2 separate regions of the Sus scrofa genome follow, and region 2 is linked to region 1. The links are chromatin contacts, called in public Hi-C maps. All regions are on one chromosome and are shown on one strand. The core of a region is the stretch at or near the end of the contact, and the rest is flanking DNA. Distances in the headings are between cores, read along the strand shown.

Region 1 (4,581 bases), core at 1,400-3,899:
TCAAATGTACGCCACAGCAGTGACAACTGCCTGATCCTTAATCTGTTAAGCCACCTGGGAACTCCTCTTTCCATTTTTTAAATATTCCATTAGACAATTTAAAATGACATGTTTGGCTCACATTATAATTCTATCAGATTGCACTGACTAGAGTTTTCATGTCTATCACCCAATTGAATTCTCAATACAGGAGTTCCCATTGTGGCTCAATGGTTTAAGAATCCGACTTGTATCCATGAGGATGCAGGTTTGCAGGTTTGATCTCTGGCTTCACTCAGTGGATTAAGGATCTGCATTGTCAAAGCTGCGTAGGTTGCAGACATGGCTCAGATCTGGCACTGTTGTGGTTGTGGCATAAGCCGGCAGCTGCAGCTCCAATTCAACCCCTAGCCTGAGAACTTCCATAAGCCGTGAATGCAGCCCTAAAAAAACCAAAAAAAAAAAAAACAACAAAAAAAAAAACAAAACTCAATGCAATCCTTTGCAGGTCTTATGTGCCAGACACTATATACTTGACATGTATTACCTCATGGAATCTATGTAACAGATGATGAAACAGGCTGAGAAAATAAGCAACCTACCTAAGGTCACAAGGGTGGCCAATGACACAGCTGATCTACCTCTGTGCCCTTTCCTACACTAGTCCTTCCTCAAACAAAGGAAGAACTGAGAACTAATCAACACATCCTCAGCACTCACATAAGCTCTTTCATTCATCTGTTCATCCAACACCATTCTCTCTGTAGTGTCAGCCCAAGAATCACGTGATTGTAGGTTAACTCACCAGGGCCTCTCTTATCCCAGCCACAGATCATGGTGCCCATGGACAGCCCCATGCCTTTGTACTGATACACCATGTTGGCAAGCAGCTTGGAGGCAGCTGCTACCGAAATTCGTTCCTTGTTTCGAAGCTCATAGATTCGACACTGCCGAGCCAAGAGCCGCTCCCAGAAGCTGCAATCCGCTGCACCCCCAGCCATGGTGCCCAGCAGGTACGGGTTGATCTCTATCACTTTCTTTACTGTCTGGGAGGCAATGTAGGCACCTGCTGTGGCCCGGGAGTCTGCTGCAACAATGACTCCATGGAGAAACTGTTAAGATCAGAGGAAACACAAAACAGACTAGGCCACATCAGACAAAAAACATCATCTTGACATTTCTTTCTTTCTTTTTTTTTTTTTTCGTCTTTTTGCCATTTCTTGGGCCGCTCCCGCGGCATATGGAGGTTCCCAGGCCATGGGTCCAATCGGAGCTGTAGCCACCGGCCTACGCCAGAGCCACAGCAATGCGGGATCCGAGCCACGTCGGCAACCTACACCACAGCTCACGGCAATGCCGGATCCCTAACCCATTGAGCAAGGCCAGGGATCAAACCCACAACCTCATGGTTCCTAGTGGGATTCGTTAACCACTGAGCCACGACAGGAACTCCAATCTTGACATTTCTTTATGCATCAATGCAAGCCCAGAACATCTCTTTCTCTGCCATTTTATACTTCACGACATACTTTCCCACATATTAATGTCCCTAGAGCTTCACATCAATCCTTTGACGTGGGATTACCTTCAGTGTTACCTTCACTTTATGGCTGAGGAAATGGGCTCAATGAGATGGAACGACTTACCCAAGATCATACAGCTTGTTATTGCAGAGCTGGACCAGCAATCCCAAATGTCTGGCTCCTAGTACAGTGCTCCCTCTCACCAACCTTCCCCCTCAAGCCACAGCGGTTTCAGTTGCTCTGGTCTATCAGCGCCACTCAGTTTCCAAAACCTTTGGTGGTTACAACAGCCCTCCCTCTGCCAGTGTTCACTGCTGCGGCCTCCGCTTCCCTGGATAGGACCCACCTGGAGTCGCTTAAGCATGAATTAACCCAAGCAGCCTCGGGCTCCTTGCCCCATTACCCCCAGCCCCACGCCCCCCAACCCCTTCTCCCGCTAGAGCGAAAGCCCAGGCCTCCCTCAGCAATGAGACAACGAAACCACTGGGGTCGGGGGCGATTAGCTCAAGCCTCCACTCGGGTTTCGTGGCTGCAGCCACCCCGGGTTCCTCTCCGGCTGGGAGGCCGGGAAGGACGCGACTCAGGGCGGCGCAGCGACTGGGTCCGCACCTTGAAGGCCAGAGTGGTGGTACCGTGAAGCATTTCGATTCTTGGCTCCTCTGGGACACCCCAGCTGGGCGCGACCAGGCTCAGCCCATCGCCAGGGCTCCCCGGACCCAGGTCCAGCAGATCCGCACGACCCCCAAATCCGAAAAACCCGCGCCGATTCACGGCCAGCGGCCTCTCCAACACGCTGGCCAGCGCCATGTCTAGTAAGGGAAACGGAACTACCCGCCAGAACATCTAGTAAAGAGCGGCCGGGCAACGCCACGCCCTCCCGGCTTCACTCGCTAGTAAATCTATTCCAAGGAGGAGCCATTTTAACTCCTGGCAACCACGCCTCCAAAAACAAGAGCCAGATGCAAGTGATTATTTTCCCCGAGGAGGGAAAAATAAATAGCTTCACTTCCCTTAAATGCTAAAGGGATGTGGCTTCCATCTTGATTTCGGTCACGCAGTCAGCATGAGGTTAGATTAACCTCAAATTCCATAGGGAGCAATGGAAAATGTCCAAGTTGAAGGAGTGAAGGGGGACCGGCCATCTTTGAGAAGGGCGTGACTGGTTGAAAATCTGTTCTAAACCGGTAGCTGTAAATCAGCCCCGCCCCGCCTGGTGTCCAAGCTGCACTTTACATCTCTAGTGCTTCAGCGCTGTATTAACGCGACTGAAGTTGCCATTTTGTTTAAGGGCAATCTCTGATACCAGGTAAAATAATGATCTATTCTGAGGCCATTTTCCCCCAAATAAGAATGCATTTAGGAGTTCCTGTCGTGGCTCAGTGGTTAACGAATCTGACTAGGAACTATGAGGTTGAGGGTTCGATTCCTGGCCTTGCTCAGTAGGTTAAGGATCCGGCATTACTGTGAGCTGTGGTGTAGGCTGCAGACAAGGCTCGGATCCTGTAGGCTGGCGGCTACATCTCTGATTGGACCCCTGGCCTGGGAACCTCCATATGCCACAGGAGCGGTCTAAGAAATGACAAAAAAAAAAGAATGCTTTTACTCTTGTTGTTGGATAGCATCAGTCACCACACTAGCCACATCTCTAACAGTAATCGATTTTTAAGATCCAATGTTGGAGTTCCACTCATGGCTCAGTGGTTAACGAACCCGACTAGTATACATGAGGACGCGGTTCGATCCCTGGCCTGGCTCAGTGGGTTAAGGATCTGGCATTGCCGTGAGCTGTGGTGTAGGTCGCAAACACATCAGGTCAGATCCCTCATTGCTGTGGCTGTGGCTGTGGCCTGCAGTTCCAGCTCCAATTCGACCCCCAGCCTGGGAACCTCCATATGCCACAGGTGCTGCCCTAAAAAGACCAAAGACCAGAAAAAAAAAAAAAAAAAAAACGATTCAATGTTGTCTTTACTCTCACCCTCTGGCGGAAATTCTAATAAGTAATGAATGGCCAAAAACGCAGAATAATAAAGAAGGAAAAGCAAAGGCCCAGTTAATCCACAAACTGGATTTTCAGTTCAGCTCCCGAATAACTGAGTCAAAGTAATTTACCATCCCAGAGCCTGGGGGAGAGCTGAGGCTTCATAAGGATGTACCAAGAGGTTTTCTGACTTAAGCTTGCTAAGACAAGCTCTTATTCAGGAGTGTGCTGTATCTCATAGTCTCTTCCTCTCTCCGCCCACCTTCACTGTTCAACCCTTTGGGGAACCATAACAATCAAGGAAGTGGGCAAATGTAAGAAATGTCTCCTCCTGCTTTATAGTTCTATGAAGTCAGTGTCTAGCCTTCCTTGTTGGATTCCAGCAGCAACATCCATCAGTATCTAAATTCCACTTCCCTTTGCTGCCCAACTCAGCCCCTCCTCTTCCCAGCAGACTCTGTATGTGTTGTATTTTTAATGCTGAAATTTGGCAACCCTTTCCAAACCCAACCATCAGAATGTAATGAAGCAGATGATCTTTATGTGAGTCTCACACTTGGATGGTGTGGGAAATGCAGAGTGCTTCTGTTTATTGAGCACATATTATTTTTGTGGTCACTCCTGCAATGCAGCTAATCCTTCTGACTTCTCTCAGTGGTTCTTTCACTCTGCTACTAATGGCATTTGTATCTCTCTTAAGGTACTTTGGCATTTTACCTGGTTATACATTTATCTCCCACTGGAGCTTCCATTGTGAGTTTTGTTTTTTTTTGTTTTTGTCTTTTTAGGGCCGCATGTGCAACATATGGAGGTTCCCAGGCTAGGGGTCTGATTGGAGTTGTAGCCTCCAGCCTACAACACAGCCACAGCAACACCAGATCCATAGCAATGCCAGATCTGAGCCGCGTCTGTGATCTACACCACAGCTCACGGCAATGCCGGATCCTTAACCCACTGAGTGAGGCCAGGCATCAAACCTGCAACCTTGTGGTTCTTAGTCAGTTTCGTTTCCGCTGCGCCACAACAGGACTCCCATTGTGAGCTTTTAAAGACAAGCATTTCTTGGAGTTCCCGTCGTGGCTCAATCGTTAATGAATCCCA
Region 2 (4,581 bases), core at 1,220-3,719, 48 kb before region 1:
CCTCTACTTCCTGTACTTCCTGTCACAATCAGATTAGCTGGTTGTTTTAATATAGTGATGTGGTACTTGTGGGTCTTGGCTGAAAGATGGTTCAAGATCCCACTGCCTCCAGCCTCCCTCCATAGCTGAGACATATGATCAATTAATACTTCTGGAAGGTAACTGCGTGGGGGCGAAAGGTAGCGGTCAAGTTTCTTTAGCAGCAGGAAGTAAGGGGCTACTTCGTGCCTGAATTCTGAGCGGGTTATGGCCAGATGCGAAGGCCAGGTTATTTCTGGCAATTTTACACATTCGTCAACCATCCACGGGTGATGCTGTCCGGGTGGCCAAGACTTCTGCCCTGACTTCCGGAGGATGGGGAAAATAGAATCTGAAGCCACCAGCTCTTAAATGCCCACGCAGGCACCCGGCCAGCAGGTCCAGCAGGTCCGGGGCCGGTCAGCAGTAGGGTCCCTGCTTTTCGTCCCAGGGCTTTCATTCTTTCCTCGGGCTCCATATCCCCGACCGCGGCAGCCACAGCTCCGCGCGTGTTAGGAGGCAGCTCCCCCACCCCCTGCACCTCACCTCCGCCCTGCGCCGCGCGACCGGCCCCGCCCGCGGGCACCTGGAGCGCCCGGGCAGGAGCCGGCACGCACGCTGCCCGCCCGCCCCGCCCCCCACCCGCGCATTCCCCGAATTCCTGCGGGCGGAGCCTGGGCCCGGGTGGGGGCGCGGCGCGCAGGAGCCTGCAGGGGCACCACCGCCGAGGGGGTAGCAAGATGGGGGATGCTCTCACGGCCCCACTTGGTCCCCTCCCTACGAGGCCTCCTACCGAGAAAAACCCAGGCTCTAAAGCTTGAGGAACTGGAGATCACACAGGGAGGGGGTGAATTTAGCAGGAATAGGGTGCCTGTGGTCCATCTGAAACCCAGTGGGAAGGGAATTCTTCTCTTGCCTCTTTCCTAGCCCTGAGTCTCTGCCTCCGACCTCCTGGCGCAGGCAGTTTTGGCCGTCGGGGCAGAGGGGAACCAAATGCGGTGACGGGTCCCTCCCCGTCCCTCACCACTTCTCTCACTCACCAAAGTAGTCTTCTCTGGACTCCGGCTCCCGTATCCGGGTCCGGGCAGCCTCCTGAACGAACGCACCCGGCGGCTCCTCAAGACCCGACGGCTCAATTCCCGAGGGTTCCCCGCGGGCGCCGGCTTCTCGCCCACCTGTGCCCCCTGTCAGGCGCAGCAACGCTGTTAGCTCATCCTGGTATCGGGCGCCAGCGGCGCAGTCCCCGTAGCCAGTCACCGAGTGTCGTCCGGGTTGCGCCCCTCGTCTCTCCAAGGGCCCAGCCGCTCCTACTCCAGCTCCGGCAAGAGCTCCCGGGCTGCCCAGGGCCGGGGGATATGAGTGGCGGCTTTCCTGGCAGCCGAATCCGGCCGGCCGATGAGCGCACAGTCGGTCCAGGGCAGCGTGGAGCTCGGGGTAGGCGGACGGCACCCCTCCGGAGGAATAGCCTGCCGGAACCCCAGCCAGGGGTGGGCCAAACAGGCAAGGCCCGGCAGGCAGAGGACTGCCGTGGCGCTGGTCATAGCCCATGCTGATGCCGCTGGTACGATTGCTGCAGGGTCGGCTACCTCCGGCTCCACCAGCCCCCGCCCCGTCCAGCAGCAGACTGCCCCGGGGGCTGGACGGCTTGCTCGCGTCGCTGGCTGAGCTACTGGCAAAACTGGAGCGGGGGCTTAGGGCTGGGGCCGTGGTCTCCAGCCGAAAGTCAGGGGGCAATGACTGAGGTAGAGGCAAGGCCCGGGTGGGAGGTGGCACCCCGGGAAAGGAGGCTTCGTAGCGCTGCGCCTCAAAGGAGCCGCGGGGGTTCCGCTCAGCATCCAGGGGGCCTTGCTCCCGGGCTGGCTCCAACGGCTCATCCCCAAGTCCCCCAGTAGCTCCACGGGGCCCTGATTTCCTAGGTCCCCCTAATCCGCTCTGACGCCCCTTTCCCGGCCCGGGGGTCCCATCAGACCCAGACCGGCTAGATTCACCCTTTCTGCGGCCGAACTTGGCGCTGCCGGAGTCCGAGAGTCTTAACTTCTCTAGCAGGCGACTGGCTTTCTCCCCTAATCGCTCCATGCCCTCGGGCCTGGGGACTCCAGCCCCCTCCCCGCCCGGCACCCTGCAGCGTCTCGGTGGCCGCTTCTCTCTCCCTGCGGCTGGACTCGGGTTCCCCGGGGGCACAGGATAGGCACCGGGATTTAGCGGGTGGCCTGGATGCCCCGCGCCAAGAATCCCGCAGCATCCCCCAGCGACAGGGGTTGCGTCCCCCCGCGCATCAGGGGTTAAGCAAGGCTAGAAGGGCCGACGGCCGTGGCTGTGCCTTCCGCAGGTCTATCTGTTCACGAGCCGACTCACCCGGCAGCCCCACTCTCCCCGGCCCCCGCCCCCCTCGCTCTCACACTCAGCACGGACCCAACTTCTCTCCCAAACTTTTGTCTGCCTGGCCGGATCTACTTTCCTGGAGGGGCGGGGCGCTGAGTGCGAAAGAAACAGGGGTGTCGGCGCAGGAATCTGGTGCGCCGGAGGAGGGGAGAGCGGGTGCTGGTGCCAACTGTCCTGGAACTGGAGATCCGCCGACTGACGGCTAAAAAAGGGCGAGGGGCAGTTTGGGCAATAGCTACTACACCACTCAAGAATTGGGACAGGAAAAAGTGGGGGAGGGGAGGGGAACTCTTTGTTTGTAGTTGGAATGCGCGGAGGGGCACCGTGGAATGTCGCGGCCCGGGACCCGGCGACGCGAGGCTTGTTCTGCGCAAACACCGTGACTTTGTTCCTAGTATGAGGACTGCTGGAGAGATGAGGAGGGACTGATACAGAAATAGTGAGACAGGGAGAGAAAAGAAATGTAGATACACAGAGAGGTTCAGAGCGAGGAAGCCCTTATAGAGAGGTTGTGGAAGACAGGTATGGAAAGAAAGAGAGCAGACCAAAGGGGATCGATCGCGGGTGTTGCAGAGACCGAAGGCTGAATAGGCCAAGAAAAAGACAAATTTGTGCGAATCCAGAGAGAATGAGAGACAAACAGATAAGCTGCAATGCAAAGACAACTTTCTGAATCCAAAACTCTGCAGTTGGAGGGAGGGAGTTTTAGAGTGTGTGTGTGAAAGGAGAGAGAAAAAGGCTTGGGACTAATCTCTACCTTCAGGGTAGGGCTGATAGAGGGATCGATAGACACCCCCTGGTGTTGGGAAATGAGATTTTTAGCAACTATTTCTGGTGACTGGGGATAGAAGGCCTGGTTTTTAGGGGTAGCAAAGGCCTCGCCCTTGGTTGGCCCACAGGAGATTGGTGATAAAGAGTAAGTATCAACTTAAGCGGAAGAAAAAATATGTTCTTTAGAAGAGATAGCAAGTGAAAATGATCAAGGTGGAAAAGCAAAAGAGGCCAATCCTGGCCATACTAGGAGGCTCAAGAATAAGGAAAAGAGGAAGCCCTGGCTGAAGCTGAACATACCTGATTAAATATCAGCCAATGGATTTTGCCCAGACCAGCACATCAGGGGCATGGGGTAGGGTGTGGGGGAAAATGGAGAGGGAAAATAACTCCTTTGCATTTGGATAGTAAATTAGTATGAAAATTATATGCAAACAAATCATGCATATTATTTTCACTTCAACATTCTGAACACCTTTTACAATCTTAGTGTGGCCTTAGGGAAAGGGGAAGGAAAGGAGGTTAATATCTTTGGGGAAATTAATTTGGCACAAACTGTTTGGCTTCTCTGCCCTAGCTGCATTGTCTCCCTGCCCTCATCTCTCCTGAGAATCAGCCTCTTTCCCTGGTCAGGGCTACAGCATCTCTCTGATCCAGAGGAGAGTTTACTCTTAGGGTGGAAGCAAGGAGGACTGAAAGCATTAGTAACCCAGGGGAGCTCTCAGGTTGCATCCAGAACCTGCTGTTGCGTGCCATCTTCAGAATCAGCCATAAGCTTCTCCCTCCTTTCCTGTCTCCCCATGGGGAAGGAGAACCTGGATGCTTCCTTCCAATTACCTACATTTTCTAACATTTGGGAGCTTTGCTCCTTTGGCGTTAGAATGGGAGAGTAAATCTTATGAAAAGTTGAGATGCCATTAAAGGAGGCCCATCCGGGAGCTGGTAGTGGCAGTAGTAGGCACAGTTGGGATCAAGAACTTGGGTGTTCAGGGGATGACAGGAAGCAGACACAAGTGAAAGGGGGACACTCTGATAGGGCAGGTGCCAGCAGTGCTCATGACCTCGGGGTAACCACTCTATAGGCTGAACTAGAGCCAGGAGCTCCACAGGCCCTATTCTCCCTCCCCAGGACTTTAGGCTCTATATACACAGATGACTCCTCAGTCCGTATCTCTAGCCTAGACTCTCTTGGACTTAAAAACTCAGCTGACGACTAGCACCTCTACTTGGTTGTCTCAAAGGTACACAACACCCTAAACTGACCTCACCTTCCCTGCCTCCCAAAACTGGCTCCTCCAGCATTTCCTGAGCAAATGGCGCCATTAACCACTTAGCTACTTAAGCCAGAAATCTGAATATTGACCTTATGTCCCCCTCCCTTAACCTCAAATCCTATCACCAAGGCCTATC

The links. A called contact is a pair of places that touch in the nucleus more often than the background predicts.
Region 2: a contact with region 1 is called in a Hi-C map of alveolar macrophages, with 1.8 times the contacts expected there. The contact joins the promoter of AJUBA here to the promoter of PSMB5 in region 1. A contact is called at or near these places in 14 of 47 Hi-C or Micro-C datasets (alveolar macrophages, blood, embryonic fibroblasts and 9 more) and 2 of 2 datasets of contacts at active chromatin or transcription factors (alveolar macrophages and skeletal muscle).

The regions. Positions count from the first base shown.
Region 1 is chr7:76,012,644-76,017,224 of Sscrofa11.1, reverse strand. PSMB5 (proteasome subunit beta type-5) reads right to left here and starts at 2,649. Exons shown (of 3, transcript XM_001924445.4): 1 at 2,112-2,649; 2 at 785-1,091. The coding sequence starts at 2,345.
Region 2 is chr7:76,060,897-76,065,477 of Sscrofa11.1, reverse strand. AJUBA (LIM domain-containing protein ajuba) reads right to left here and starts at 2,469. Exons shown (of 8, transcript XM_021099246.1): 1 at 1,059-2,469. The coding sequence starts at 2,094. It overlaps C7H14orf93, which reads right to left. Exons shown (of 7, transcript XM_021099247.1): 7 at 3,601-4,581.